Linked DNA regions of Mus musculus: region 2 is linked to region 1. A link is a contact called in public Hi-C data. All regions are on one chromosome and are shown on one strand. Each heading gives the region's core, a stretch centred on a gene start, on an enhancer-like site or on the middle of the called end of the contact. The rest is flanking DNA. Distances are from core to core; before and after follow the strand shown. Region 1 overlaps Exoc4 (exocyst complex component 4). Region 2 has its middle 5.5 kb from the start of Gm32533.

Evidence for each region. Hi-C and Micro-C count contacts between places; a contact is called where the count stands out from the background.
Region 2: a contact with region 1 is called in a Hi-C map of embryonic stem cells, with 4 times the contacts expected there. The contact joins two enhancer-like sites. A contact is called at or near these places in 1 of 39 promoter capture datasets (cranial neural crest), 2 of 484 Hi-C or Micro-C datasets (the N1E-115 cell line and embryonic stem cells) and 1 of 115 datasets of contacts at active chromatin or transcription factors (embryonic stem cells).

Annotation. Positions count from the first base shown.
Region 1 is chr6:33,768,370-33,771,533 of GRCm38.p6, reverse strand. All of the region lies in intron 11 of Exoc4 (exocyst complex component 4), which reads right to left. Among named protein-coding and RNA genes, the nearest start is that of Gm13853, 220 kb to the left of the region's middle. Within about 2 kb of position 1,698, at least 19 of the 459 cell types and tissues checked have an H3K27ac peak or open chromatin away from gene starts, as enhancers often do. A contact at or near this core is called in embryonic stem cells, where this site is marked.
Region 2 is chr6:34,190,085-34,193,248 of GRCm38.p6, reverse strand. No RefSeq gene overlaps it. Among named protein-coding and RNA genes, the nearest start is that of Gm32533, 5.5 kb to the left of the region's middle. Within about 2 kb of position 1,623, at least 11 of the 459 cell types and tissues checked have an H3K27ac peak or open chromatin away from gene starts, as enhancers often do. A contact at or near this core is called in embryonic stem cells, where this site is marked.

The sequences.
Region 1 (3,164 bases), core at 449-2,948:
TACATACAAAACTTTGCAACACAAAGATTAAATACCAATGCATGTAATAGTTGCTTTTTAAACAGGATACCATGGGGACTCAGGATAATGTATGAAGTATGAAAAAACTGGGTTGGGGATGATAACTTGGTATCAAAAGACCCTAACAGGCACTCAGGGTCTCAGACCAGCAGTCATGGTTTCACATCAATAGTGATGGGTCCCATCAGAAGATCTGAGATGTCCAAAACCACACAATTCTCATGAAGTCAGGAGAAACAACCAGCAAGCACACTTTGTAGGATAGTCTACAAGATACCTCATCATCACTACGTGAAGTATATATACACCACTTCTGTGCATTTACATACTGTGCAATCAACATAGCACTGAGACACATGCACATCAACAGTCACTGCAGTATTACTCACAACCACTAAGTGATGGAACAAAGTAGGACTCAGCAACAGAGGAATGGATTTATAAACGTGTGGTATATATGCACAAAGGAACGTTTCCAGCCATAAAGATGAATGCCATTGGTGGGTAAGTGGATGCAACTGGAGATAATCACATTAGAGTGACATAAGCCAGTCTCAGAAAGTCAAACGTTGCATATATTCTCACTTGCAGCTCTTAGATTTTATATGCTATACATTATCATGTATGCACATACGACATGAAAGAAGTGTCCAAGGGAACAAAGGACACCATCAGGGGGACAAGAAAAGGCCGGGGAAGGAGGTTTCAGGGGGAACATGCTTAGTGTACTAATATATACTTACATAAAAATTGAAAAAATTAATAAAAAGAAATAAACAATCAAAAAATAAAAATTAAACTGCCATGGCTATGGACAGCAAGAAACCTCAGGAGACCTGCACTGTCCTTACATCTTTTCTGTGAGGAAAATTTCAGAAAGAAAATTTATTTTAAAATATAATGGTGTCTCACTTGAAAAATAATGTGAGTTTGCTTTTGTACATCTTTTGACAACACTGCTGGCAATTCCATTTATTCATTCAGTGTGAACCTACTATGTGCTAAAAATTTCTACTGATCTATGGCAAAATTGGAAAGGATGAAAGAAAAGAGCAACTTTGGTTGGGAAATGGAAAGAAATTAGCACAGTTCAGCCCTTACTCTGTTCAGGTTGCTTGCCCTGGTATAGCTTTGAAAGCCATAGAAACACAGCAAACAAATTCACCAAAGCATTTCTGCAAGTACCTGATAGGCAGCCTTGACCTTGAAATAGCCAAGAGGACAACCAATTCAGAAATGCCTCTTGGAATAAAAGGGGGAAAGCAATTAAGCTCTTATAGTGGAAATCGGGCAGAGAGAAGTGCTGGGTCCACCCAGTGAGCAGAGGTAGGGAACTGCTCATTTAAGTGCAGTTATCTGAATTTGAATTTGTACATATTTGCAAGTGAATACCCACGGTATTCTGGACTCTACAGATAGGGCATCCATCTTGAGAAGAGCTGTAACCATGAGGGGTAAAAGAAGATTGAGATGGGGAAAAAAAAGAAAGAGAAACCAAATAGAAGCTGAGATGATTTTTTCTTCTCAAAAGACTATTCCTAATATTCACAGTCTAAAAAGGACACAATGACGCAGATAACCTGTTAATGAGCTAGCTGTGGGTTGTCTACTCCCCAGGGCAGGATTTCCAACTGACAGAGCTTGTGTGGGTCTAAAAAGAATGAATGAGAAATTGAATGAGAAATGTACAGCTTAATCTTTCAGCAACCCGGATGTGCTCTGGATGCTGGTGGCTCCTGTGGGCAGAGATGGTGAGGAGCTCTGGCCTGTGAGGCCTTTGTGGCAAAGGAATGAAAACCTGTAATGTAAATTCCAGGAAATCAGTTTGTTGAGTTTGTTTGGCCAATTACGGCAATCCATCAAAGGAGTAACCTCAAACAACTAAGCCTGCGTTCACCTATCTTAGGCAGTTCTCAGGCCCTTGTTTCAAGCTTCAGTCTCCAGCAAACAAAACATTCATAGGAGAGTCTAGCTCAGTGTGACTAGGTCCCTACATCAGCTGCCTCTGTGATGCCAGGTCTCTGACTTTTAAAGTCACAGTCTTCTTCAAAGGGCTTGCCCTTGAGGATCTGCATTCCCTAAAGCCTTTCATGTTTCCCTGTCAAACGTCAACAGGAAGCTGGTCCCTGTAAAGCTCAAGATGGCCTCTGGGGTGCTGTGTCTAACCTTGTTTCTCATTCTCCTTCCACTTCTGCACAGACACTTTGTCCTTTTAGATCACCGAGAATCTTGTGTCCCCTTTTCAGGACACTTTCTCCTTCTTCTCCATATACACACATCCAACAACAATGCAGAATCCTTCTTACCCAATGTTTCTCTTGATTCTTAAGGCCCCCAGTGCCTCTCTTCACCCTGTACAGTGCCTGGCTTCTGAACCATCACAACTGGTACTCCCTATCCATCTGTCCCAAGACACTCAGAGATGAAACCATAAGTTTGGCACAGAGCAAGGATTTAATAAATATTGACATTTAGTTTCAATAGCCTTTTAACACAGGGGAATTACTCGACTGAATTCTGTTATTCTTGTCACAGGCAATGGACCAGATTTCCCCAGCCCACTGTAGATGCTCACACTAATATTATGTACAGACAAGTTGAGTAGGAACCTTGAAAAGCATGAAGAAGACCAGCTGCTTTCCTTGAACGGTTAATCTTTAAAGGGTCATTTAACTTTCAAGCGGAGATAGTCTTGTTTCTATTCACTTTCTCACTAGAATGTCCCTAAGCCAGAATGGCAACATACAGACAGGGCAAAAATTACTTAGGATAAGAACCTTGAAAATTCCCTAAGTACAGCAGTTCTCTGTCTCTACTCATCTGGCTGCTACCAGGAATCTTGCCAGATCAGCAATTCCCTCCTGAGAATGATAGCTATCATTTGCTTGGGCTGTTGAGCCAGCTTGCTTTCTTCCCAGTTTCTTTTTCTGAGATGCTCTTCCCCTTCTCTAACATTTAAGGAAAAGAAATAAATCTGAAGATGCCTTTGTTAGCACATAAAGTCAAATGTATTTCAGGCAAAGGCAGCCTTCTAAAGACCTGAGTGACAGAGGACTAATGTAGCTTCGTCCCCGTCAGCAGACCTGTCATAAGTCATTACCTTCTCTTCTCTTATCCACCAAAGAGTGGGCTGAGAGAAGATC
Region 2 (3,164 bases), core at 374-2,873, 420 kb before region 1:
CCTGTCTTGGGTAAAGTATCTACTCCCTTACACTTGGCCTTGAGAATCTTTGAAAGTTATTGCTGGCCTGGGAAGATGGCTCTGTGGGCAGAGTGTTTACCATGCCTGTATGACGACCTGAGTTCCAATGTCCAGAACCCATGGAAAAAAACAGACAAGGTAGCACACATTCCCAGCATCCTCCTACTGAGGGATGAGAGACAGAGTAAGACTCCACCAAAACTCAGGCCAGCTAGCCAGGCCTGCAGAGCGGGAACAAGAGACTGTGTTTCAAGCAAGGTGGAATCCAGGCACCTGGAGCTGGCCACTGACCTCCACAAGTATGCCGCGGTACATGTGTGCACTCACACACACCATATGCCCACACATGTATACACACAGACACACACACATACGGGGGTGAGGGGAAGAGGGAGAGGGAGAAGGGCAGGGAGAGAGGAGAGAGAATTAATGCTATTAACACTTGTGAGGAACACAAACATAGGTGAGGTGATTAACTTCGCTTAGCTTTACCGCTAACAAATGGCTTGCTGTCTCCCTGCTGTAATAAAACACGGGACTCTATCTCTAGGTGGAGGAGTGACCTTTTCTCCAGTTAATCTAACAAGGCAGAAACGCCCCCTAGGTGGGAGGGTTCCTCTGAGGATAACATAGATTTTCTTCCCAGAATTTTTGCCACACTAGGGGCAACCCTGTGAGCCCCTGTGAGGTTCCTGTGGGTCTGCACCCCACTCCCATCCCCACTTCCCCCACCCCACCCATCTCGTCTGTCTTTTTCTTTCGGATGCTGGTCAGAGCCCACTGTGGTCTCCTCAATACTCTGTATTGCGTCCCGCTCGACCGGCAAGAAAGACGCAACAAACCAGAATCTTCCGCGGCAAAAGCTTTATTGCTTGCTTCTCAGGAAGATTCCGAACCGGGAAAATGGCGCTGCTTTTATAACCCGCAGCGTGACGTTTCAGCACCTGATATGGCGTGACAGCTCCCGATTCGTTGCTTGCCCATCACCCCACTATTACACCCCGAGAATGGGAGTGACTAGGAGTGAATTCACTCTTGCACCTGCGTACAAAGCTTGTTTACTAGTTAGGCACAGCGGAGGCCCACGCCATCTTATAATGGCGATTGCTCGCGGCACACACAGCTCTCCTCAGAGATTACTGGCGGCACACATGCGATTGCTCGCAGCACGTACCGGCTTTCCACAACTCTGGGCTTCCTTACTCTTTCTCTAAAGCTCCCCTCCAACCATGTGACTGACCTCTGTTCCCCTCTTTTCAAACAATATGGTTGTTGTTGTTTTCCTTCTCTTTTCCATACTATGCCTCCGTTCCCCTCCCTCCCCCCACCTCTAGGCAACTGTGAGATTGACAGTTTACCTGCTCTAGGCTTTTCCTTTTAGACTCTAATAAATTGGGCTCAATCTTCCATTAGAGTCTATTCTTAAACTCTGTTACTAATGAGACTAAGAATCTCAAAAAGGGACCCTCACTTTCCTGGTATCATTTGGAGGCTGAGTTGGGATTCTCCAAATTTTCTGGTGACACACCCATTTAGTTTGCTTAAGAATACAGTGCTATTCAACATATTGGCATTCATTATGGCAAGACACTGGGGAGCCTAAACATCCAAGAGAATAGACCTTGGATGTGGCTGAATAGAAGATGCCACGTCCACGAACCGAACACTTTCAGATGTTAAGAAGAGAAACGCGGGACCTGGTGTGGTGGCTCACATCCGTTATCCCAGCACACAGCAGACAGAGGTCGGTAGGAGGCTTGCCAGAAGATTTGCTGCAATTCAAGCCTAGTCTGGTTCACACAGCAAGTTCCAGCTAAGGCTACACGGTAAGATGATGTCTAGAAAGCCAAAGGAGCTGGTGGCACCATCACCAGGCTAATATGGAACCATCACCAGGCTAATATGGAACAGTTTCCAAGACAGATTAAGGAAAAATATTTGTGTTTAAAAAATGTATCTCTGCCTATTAGCTAATGAGAGAAATGCACAAAACTCAGGAACGGCAGAAGTATGTAAGGAAGGTAGTTAGTTGAGTTGTTGAGTTTCAAGGGAAGGGCTTACAATTTTAACCTTGTCATGGTTTGAATATGCTTGGCCCAGGGAGTGGCACTATTTGGAGATGTGTTGGAGTAGGTGTGTTTCTGGGACATGGGCTTTAAGATCCCCAATCCTAGCTGCCTGGAAGCCAGTCTTCTCCTAGCAGCCTTCAGATGAAGATGTAGAACTCAGCTCTGCCTGCACCATGCCTGCCTGGATGCTGCCATGCTTGCACCTTGATGATGATGGACTGAACCTCTGAACCTGTAAGCCAGCCCCAATTAAATGTTGTTTATAAGACTTGCCTTGGTCATGGTGTCTGCTCCCAGCAGTAAAACCCTAAGACAAACCTATTACATTTTTATGTCTTTTTGACTTTGCACTGTTGAATTATGAGCAAATTTATGATTTTTTTTTAGCAAAGAAAAAATAAGAAGATTCATCAACATAAAAGGTTAACACACTAGGGCAAGTGTCAAGTGAAGGGTGTTCTGAGACGGCCTCCTGCTCCTTTTAGTTCTGCTGCTTAGAGACTAATCAGAGTTCAGACACCATCAACCTAAAGAATTTGTTCTTTACTGTGCTTCTAAATGTAAAGTCAAAGAACAATTTGAACAGATATTTCTGTATGTGACCAATATTTGATTCATAAGTAAATGAACAGATGTTTAATCCTCCTAATCATTAAATAAATTTCAACCAAAATCTGAATGCATCTCATATGCTGTTCAACCTTCTTGTAGTTTTTTTTACTGTTATGAATCATAAGGTAAGTATCTTTTATGCAAAATATAGACTATACAATCCCCAAAGGGGTCATGTTCCACAGGTTGAGAACCTCTGCCTTAGGATAACTACCCAAAGATATGGTCGTGCAGACTGTTTCAAGTCTATTTTACACAAGTTAGAGTCATCTTGGAAGAGGGAAGCTCAACTGAGAAAGTACTTTCACCAGACTGGCCCGTGGGCAAGCCTGTGTTGCTTTCTTTTGGTTGATGACTATAATGTATAGTGAGAATGGTCTCTGTCAGCTCATAAGTGTCAATCCTTGACCCTGTAAGACCTGAAGAGCCTTACGTCTGGGATGTTCCACTCACAGAAACACA